Regions from separate parts of the Drosophila melanogaster genome. Here region 1 is linked to region 2. A link is a contact called in public Hi-C data. All regions are on one chromosome and are shown on one strand. Each heading gives the region's core, a stretch centred on a gene start, on an enhancer-like site or on the middle of the called end of the contact. The rest is flanking DNA. Distances are from core to core; before and after follow the strand shown.

What was found. A called contact is a pair of places that touch in the nucleus more often than the background predicts.
Region 1: a contact with region 2 is called in a Hi-C map of the Kc167 cell line, with 7 times the contacts expected there. The contact joins the promoter of fs(1)Yb here to the promoter of tko in region 2. A contact is called at or near these places in 14 of 107 Hi-C or Micro-C datasets (the D17-c3 cell line, the Kc167 cell line, the OSC cell line and 5 more) and 1 of 6 datasets of contacts at active chromatin or transcription factors (the Kc167 cell line).

Annotation. Positions count from the first base shown.
Region 1 is chrX:2,719,020-2,723,128 of dm6, forward strand. fs(1)Yb (female sterile (1) Yb) reads left to right here and starts at 1,449. Exons shown (of 4, transcript NM_058146.4): 1 at 1,449-1,830; 2 at 1,890-4,106. The coding sequence starts at 1,549. It overlaps CG2701, which reads right to left and starts at 1,308. Exons shown (of 5, transcript NM_130669.4): 1 at 1,040-1,308; 2 at 808-968; 3 at 146-748; 4 at 1-72. The coding sequence starts at 1,156.
Region 2 is chrX:2,442,258-2,446,778 of dm6, forward strand. It overlaps tko (technical knockout), which reads right to left and starts at 1,719. Exons shown (of 2, transcript NM_080311.3): 1 at 1,477-1,719; 2 at 56-475. The coding sequence starts at 1,528. The coding sequence ends at 105. boi (brother of ihog) reads right to left here. Exons shown (of 9, transcript NM_166940.3): 7 at 4,385-4,521; 8 at 4,154-4,320; 9 at 1,910-3,336. The coding sequence ends at 2,794.

The sequences.
Region 1 (4,109 bases), core at 199-2,698, 280 kb after region 2:
CTCGCACCCGGGTTCACCAAGTAGATGTTCTTGTACAACATGGGCACAGTCATGTCATAGAAATTGGCAATGCTGCGAATACGAAAGGGAAGGCAATAGAATCACACAGACCACGGATGCTGATGATGATGATGATGATAATAACCTTGGGGCCAAACGCAGCTGTTCGATGGTTTCCAATAGCTGGGGACAGAGGAGCAGCAGCAGGCGCAGCGTGTATGCGCAGTCCATGGCGAAGAGCACCACATCGTCGTAGGGCGTCTCCAAGTCGACGTCCAGAGACGCCCCGCCGCCAGCACCTTCGCAGCCCTCGTTCTCCACCTGGATCTGCATGCTGAGGAAAGCGCTCTCGTAGAAGATCAGCGCCTCCTTCAGATCCTTTTGGTACTCCGGCTGCACTTCCAGCACCTTGTCGAAGATCTGGCGCAACAGTTCCACGTTCTCCGGCTCCGCATCGCCAACAGCGATGAGCAGATCAAAGAGCAGTGGCACAGAGATCAGGTAGTTGCTGTACAGCAGGCTGCCGTGTTGCTTCGGGCTAATCCACTCCGAGTCCGATTCCTTACCGGTGCACAGTCGCATTATCAGACGCACGACGAGATCGAGCAGCTGTCCGTACAGCAGATGGGCCTGGTCCAACTCCTTGTCCCGGCTGACATCTGTCTGTCTGTAGTAGGGATTAGCGCGCTGCAGGAATGTGACAACGGCCGCCATGGCCGATTCATCGTACACCATGTAGGACCAGAATCTGGCGGGGATCAAGTGTTAATGTCTTCGGTATACTGAGCGCAACACGATGTAGCTTACTCGTGCTGCGTCAGGCTCAGCAGGAACTCCATGTCCCCACGGAAATTGTTCGCCGCGAAGGTCCATTCCTCCAGTGCAGCTCCGGATTTTAGGCGTCCATAGGAGCTCAACATGCACAAATAGCTGGCAAAGGGCTTCTCGCGCTGCACCCAGTGCTCGTCCTGTCCACAAAAAAAAAAAACACATATGCATAGTACTATCTCGCCGGAGGTGCACCAACATGTCCACTTACCAGCGCCGGAACGTTCCTGCGCACCCCATCCTTGCCGGAAAGTGCAAACTTGAGTTCGTCCAGTGGCAGATTCTGTGGGTTGCAGTTGTTGTTGTTGCTGGTGTCGTTGTCCAGCATGTCGGCCCCCCCTTTGGCTGGCAACACTCTCGAATTGTTGCTAGGGTATTTCTTCAATAACAAAATTCAATAAAACTAGCGAATTTCGTGCGATGCAAGGTGGCAGCACATTGATAAGGTGGCGCACGCAGGCTCAGCTTGTAATGTCATAAGGTGCGTGAACAAGAGTTGCCAGACGATCAGAGTGGTTCGATGATTATCGATATTGAGTAGTAATCGAACTTGAAGCTTAAGTGTCGAAAGAATTCAGTTGGTTTAAAATTTTCAAACCAAAAGGAGTTTCTCTCTGCTCAAGTGGAAGGCGATAAAAAAGCCATTAGTACGCGATTTGTTTATTTACTTGGCAAAGCGCTGCACGTGACCTTGCTAGCCGTACATATATTAGGCGCAGCATGGAGCCAATTGGAGATCTGCAAGTGCCCAGCTTCAAGGTGGTGTCCGGGGGAACCACCTTCACGTACGCCAGTCCGAAATCCGGAGCAGCCTCCCTCGACTTTCTCGCGCACACCCTGCGGAAAAGGGAGGCGAACACAGAAAAAACTATTCTGATATGTCAGCAGAATTTCGAGGCCGAGCGTCTGAAATTTGAGCTCGCCGAGCGGGATGTCAACACTATTCTCCTGCCCCCGCATGGGGCAATGGTCGGTCAAGTGCTGCTCCTCTGGTCCAAGGGGGTGAGTTTGAATCGGATCACTAACATTACATCAGCGGAGGTTATTTATCCTCTTTCCAGTACATCAACCAAGCTCTAATTCTCTGCGATGGCATGCTCGAGCATCTTGGAGTAGTCGAGGCGAACCTGGTGATCCACACAACGCTGCCGGAACTGAACAAGTTCGAGGAGCGTTTGAAGTGGCTGAGCATATCGGCGAGAAACGCCGAGATGTTGGTCATAACTCCGTGCGACGAAGAGAATGAAAAAGAAGGCAAGGGAGAGACCGAACCGGAGATCGTCCAGCAAAGAATGCCACTCAAAGTAGATGCCCTAAATTCCATGCAGCTTTATGAAATAAAGGAGAATACGCCGCCGACATCATCGGAGGATTACAAGGCGGAGGCGGATGTCCTGCTAAGTGCTGCAACTCCAGCGACAATCCCAAACGACAATAAGGAGCAAGAGATAAATTTAAGCGTGGAGGATGCTACAGTAAAGCTCCTGGCTTCTTTTGAGTTGGGCAGCACTGATTCGGCGGCAGTGGACGAATCCTCTCCAGCTGCTGCTAAGTTCAATGCTCCTGTCTACTCTCCTTTCGTTACTGAAAATCCAACGAAGTCTTTGGACGCCGAGTTTCAAGAGCTCGTAAAGTCGTTTAAGGTGCAAAACGTATTCAAAAACATGAACTTGCCGCCTCCTCCCTCTGTTAGCATTGAAGAACCGGTGTCCAGTGCCTCCGCTTCTGATTATCGACATCAGATCGACACCACTTCGCTGGATTCCATTCGAACTGTGAAGGATTCACCTGCCTCTCTAGCAGTGGTTCCCTTTTCTGCAGGGGGAATAACTTACAACAACTATGGCGTTCTCGGCTGGAGTCGCCACGCGGTCGTGCCGTGCTACGGTTTGACCGAAGCGCCGGACATAAGCACCATCATCAGGCGGGCCATGCAGCAGATGGGTGTGGCTAGGTCGCGAGCGCGGGCGGTCCAGAGATTCGCCTGGCCACATGTCTCGTTGGGTAAATCCGTTTTAGTTGTGGGCAACTTACAGATCGGGAAGACGTGGTCCTACCTGCCCACCGTGTGCCAGCGCAGCCACGAGGATCTGCAGCGACGGCCAGATGTTGGCCGTGGACCTACCTGCATCTTTGTGTGTCCCAACCAGGGGCAGGGCAAACAGATCGAACGCTGGATGAGCACGTTGCTCTGTTTGCTGGGCAGTGCGTCGGGGTTTGAGGATGTCGTTACCCACTGGGACAAGACCCAATTGGTGGACATCGTTCGCCGGCTCAAAAAGCCCGTTGGAATCCTGCTAACCAGCGTGGACTTGTTGCTCCAACTGCTGAACCATAACCCGGTCGGGAGCATTTTCGATGCCCAGGCGGTGAAGTGCATAGCCTTGGATAACCTGAACGACATGGTTCGTGTCCTGCCAAACGACACGATGAAGCTGCTGCAACGATTGCCCGAAATGTTCCAGCTCACCCAAAATAAGTGCCAACTGCTCGTCTCCGGCCGCATTTGGCACACCGATCTAATGGTGCAGCACATTCTGCCTCTGATGCCCGACGTCCTCGTTCTCTTCGACGACGCCTTGGAGGCGAGTGTCTATGGCGGCGTCCAGCTGGACGTGAGAGTCGTGGCGGATGAGCCGGAGAAGATCGAGCATTTGAAGGCGCTGATCGCTGAGCGCAGGAACTTTGCCAATGAGCCCGCCGTTATGGTCTGCTCCAACTCGACAGAGGTACTCCTACTCCGCCGTAGTCTGCAAGCGATTGGGGTGAATGCACATATCTGCGTATCGGAGGCGTGCTACTCCAATGTCGCCGAGTGGCTACGCCAGTCCCCGAGTGGCCTGCTGCTGGTCACGGATGATGTGGTGCCGAGACTGAAATGCGGAAAGATCCCGCTGCTCATCCACTACAGCTTTGCCAGCATGTGGGCGCGCTTCAAGAACCGCTTCAGCCTGTTCTACGCAAACCTCAAATCGCCAACGACGCGCCCAGTCGGCCAGTCCGTGGTCTTTGCCAAGCCCACTGATTTGGAGAACATCTGGAAGCTGTGCGACTTTTACATGAAGCACAAGCTGCCCAGGCCCGGCCATTTGCTGGGAATCCTTTCGCAGCGACGCCTGGAAGAGCAACCGACAAGCAGAAGTCTCTGCCACCAAATGGCCGCTTTCGGGGATTGCCTGAGGCACAAGTGCATGTATCGCCATGTGATGTGGCGGGACGAGGTGCTGCCGCCAGATCACTATCCCAAAAATGGATTGATTCGGTTCTTGGTTCTAGTTGTA
Region 2 (4,521 bases), core at 469-2,968:
CTGCATAATTTTCCATAAAAAACAAACAATAATAAGAACGACGCATCCGTCTGTTGATTGTGAAGCAATGCATTTGAACAACGTGATTAGGAAGTGGTTATTAACTATTGGCTCTTCTTGACGACGTGCGCCAAGTCGTAGACTCCGCGCACAGCCTTCAGCTTAACGCCGGGCACGTCCTGCAGACGCCCCACGCGGCACAGTACAATGTTGTGCTCTTGCAGGTTGTGCCCGATGCCGGGGATGTAGGCCACCATCTCCTTGCCGGTGGAGAGGCGCACCAGCACGCACTTTCGATTGGCCGAGTTCGGCTTCTTGGGCTTCTTTATCAGCGTCTTCAGGACAACGCCCTTGGCGAAGGGCTTTCCATCCAGCGGCTGGCGCGGCGGACGCGTCTTTATGTGCGGTCCGCTGCGGTGCATCTGCTGCAGCGATGCCATTCCACGGACGGCGGTCTCATAGCTGCACTGGATGGCTGGCAAAGAAGTGAAAGAGTTAGATATGTCGCTTAAAGAAAACCAGTACAACAAAATTAACTGCTCCAAGTTTGAGATTGCAATCATGATCATTTTTAGAGGTAACACTCCTAGTTGATTATGAGAAAGTGGCTAGACTATAAACACACAAGGGTTCGGCCATCGATCGACTCGATTGAGAATGCAATGATGGGAGCGAAAGAGATCGCTCGAAATCAATAAAGCACGACTGTACCGGCTTCGAAATGCGGACAAAAGGGTCACTTCCACGGACAGTTGGTCAGTGATTGACAATGCCCGCTGGTTCTGTGCTGGCTCCTTTGTCATACGGCTAATCTCTGTGGAAATCGAGAATTGTGGAACGGAGTTGGCGGCTGGCGACAATAATTGCGGCCAAATGACGCGCAAGCATGGAAGTACTCGCTCCGAATCCTGTCAAGCCTTTTTGGCCAGAAACAAAGCGACGTAGCAGCGTTTTCAATTATAAATATGCCAAATGCCACACACAACACAAGCGGCAGGTAATAATTTCCATATGCAGGATTGCCGGACAAACAAATCCGGCACCTATTGTCTCCTAAACTGCGACCTTTTTTTTGCGGTTGAACATTTCCATTGTTTCCGCGCTTTTCCTTCTTTTTCGGGGTGACAGGTTTTCAATTATTTTTCCAATCTAAAGCGGGGGAGCTGCGGAATGTGCATGTTGATGTGCATGTGAAACTGGCAATGAAAATATTCGCAGGCGAAAAGTGCGGCCGCCACGCGCGGCCAACTCAAAAAGAGTTGGTAAAACCTGGGGGAAATGCACGAAAGTCGGGGGGAAAACAAACACTTATGCGCTCCCGGTTTATTTGGTTTTCGCTTCGCAGCGGAAGGGTGGCTAAATGCGCCAAGTCACGGACTCCTGAGGGCCAGTTCCTGCTTAGGAGCAGCTAATGGCCACCAAATCAATTAAAATATTCGATTTTTAAGGTATTTAACTTGGTTTAGTTAAGCTTACCCTGCGAAGCCAACTGTTTCGTAATGCCAAAGGATTGCCGCAGAAAATTCATGCTCTTGGAGTTTTGTTCAGTAGTTTTTTGTTCAGTTTGTAGTACCAGCCGTCGCTCGGATTGGTGGCGCTTGCTCGGAAGCTATTTAGTCGGCCTTTTGTGTTATAAAAGCGCTAAAATATTTAATAATCTAATTCCAATTCAATTCTAATGTGACAATCAGCTGTTGCTGTCCTAGAGCTGGCACAGGTGTCGATAGTCACGCATGGCAGTCACGTATGGTAGGTGCACTCGCTAAAACATGGTGGGTGCATCCGCCAGTGAGAGTTGCCAGATGAAGGCGGGATTTTTAAAAATGGTATTTAAGAATATGAAAATCCCAGTATTTTGAATGACAGCACTTAAATTTCCCATCATTAAAACAAAAATACGTTAAAAAATATGTTTAAAGATTCACTTTTTAATTTCAGGACTCGCATATTCGTTTAAAACTGCCGCCTATGAGCTTAAATCGAGTTTAGGATGCTTCTCTCTTGGGTTTTGTGTATTAGTCACATCTAGAAATGTATTAACTTAATGCTATATAGTTGGTTTGACTTAAACGTACATTAGGTTGCTTGTTAATTGAACTAATCAATTTGAGTTGCTGACGCCTGACGTTTACACTGCAATAAATAAATAACGCTATGCTACAGGGCTTATTCGAGATAAAATTTGGCCCCCGAAATAGTTCTATCAATAATAAAAAAAAAAACTTAACATTAGTAATTCTACTGACTATCTGGCCGGCAGCAACGAAAAAAGTCTTACATTACCAATTCCTTATACTAAAGTTTGTATATTTTCAAATTCAATATTTAACTAAAACAAAACGAAGCAGCATTAACGTTTAACGACTTAGCTGCTTAGCTGTTTTTTTCTTTTAATTAAACGTTCTGCTCGAAATACATTTTAATGAGCTCAAAATGAAAACAAAACTTGATTACTAGTGTTTTAGCACAAAGTTACTCGAGCATTTGAAACGACAGAAACTTCTGTTAATGGCAAATTCCCTAGTTCTAAGCTTAATGATTGGCCAAATTAATTGGTTTTTTGGAAAACTAAACAGTACCGGGTGCCTTAAAGCTAATATTCGAGGGTTTCGAGCTGCTCTGCCGACCTGTCCTACGATTATCTCAATAATACACATCTAGTTTCGGATCCTTAAGTCTACTTGAAACTGTCTGTTTTTGGGGAACCACTTTCGCTTGCCGCTTAGGTATATTTCTCCTCGTTGTGCTGCTCCGCCCACTAGTCCACTAGTTAGTTGCCTCCTCTGCGAGCCATCACACCTCAATACTGTTCAGACTGCCCGACGATATGTTGTCCGTGTGGCTGCCCAGGCGCGTCCTCTTGATCATCGCCCTGCTCGGCATCGGCGATCTCTGGACCCTAGGGCTCCCTGGCACGATGGGTATGCCCACCAGGCCACCCGGATGGCCGGGGTGGTGGTGCAGATGCTGGTGGTGCGGCGGCAGGTTGTTGTTGTTGTTGTTGTGGTGGCTCAGGCCAATATTGAGATTGCTGTGGCTGTTGTGCACCTGCTGGTTGCCCGAGGTGCGTCGCTGTCGCCGCAGGGATGGTATCCTGGTCGGCGTGGGTGTGCCCTCCTCCATATGAAAGCCCCCGGGCTGCTGGTGACCCCTGACACTGCGCTCCATCATCGGCGACGGCTGGTGCGTGGGTGCCTGTTGGTAATAGGCCGAGTGCGGAGGCACCGGCGGCGGCTGCTGGTGGTAGTCCAGTCGCTTGTGCATCAGAGTGGGCGTGCCAGGCGGATGGTACGGCTGTGCGTGGTGAAGGCCATTCTGATGCAGTCCAGAGTTGTTCTGTGGAACATTAGGAGACATAAATTAGCAGGATAGGGCACTAGGCGAATCGTTATTTCATGAGTGAATGAATGACAATGTTGACAAAACAATATCGGCTGGGGGTTGGCTTATCCTGATTGCGGAGGCGGAAAAGCAATAGCACATGGGAGTTGTATGCACAGACTGTCAGCAAGATGATGTTGTCAAAATTGGTATACAGTGTTTGTTTGTATCGGTTGGTATGCGCCCGTGTGCTATTGTTTTCGATCTCAATTGCAGGCTTACTTGGCCAGCGCCGTTTGCTGGTTTCTTGGGCAGCGGAGGTAGCGGCTTGCTGGGCGCCTCCAGCACCGCGTTCGGAGCATCCAGCTGCTCCTGGTCGTGTTTCTGAGGGAGATTCAGTTTAATTGCAGCGTCGCAGGCCTCCAGCGTTTCGCAGGAGGACGAGGCAACCGCCGGTAGCCCCTTTTCATCTTCGTGTCCGTCCTCATCCTGCTGCTCTTCCGCGTTCGACCGCTCCAGGGCTAGATCTCTGGCCATGCAGTTGCCATTTCCATTTCCATTCGCCAGCGGCGGCAGGAAACGCAGCTCCATCACGTTGCGGTTCTGGAACATTGGACTCTCAATTTGCGGGCGAATCTCGACGAGATTTGGCAGAGTTACCAAGCGAAAGTGACAGAGACAGCAAGAGAGAGGGCAAGCGAGACAGAGATACCACGTTCGAAGGGGTGTTTACAATTTGAATTTGAATTTTGACCAACCAACCAGCGAAAAGTTTTGGATGAAGCTGTGTGAAAATTGAGCTCGAGTTTAGACCCGGAAGTTCATGGTTTACCTTATCGGATGCCGTTTCCTGGGCCAGCGGATTGGGCGTAATATTCATCCTCGGAATCACTCCGTTGAGGCGCCTTACATCGCCACTTTTGTGGTGGCCACCAACTCCCAGGACGGCGGAGGTAACAAAGTCCGCTTGAATGTGTTCCAATTGCGGTTTGTTCTCATCTGTGTATGCAGAGATTTAATTTGATAAGCATGAGAATATTCCACTCCATTAAGCTGGACTTACCCTCCGGCTGAGAGTTTTCCCGTCTCTTTAGGCAAAGGCAGACCACCAATGAGGCGATGAGGAGTAGTATGCCTCCGCCAGCGGCACCTGCGATCAGTGGATATAAGGAGTTCTGGTGCTGTTCCACTGCCTTATTG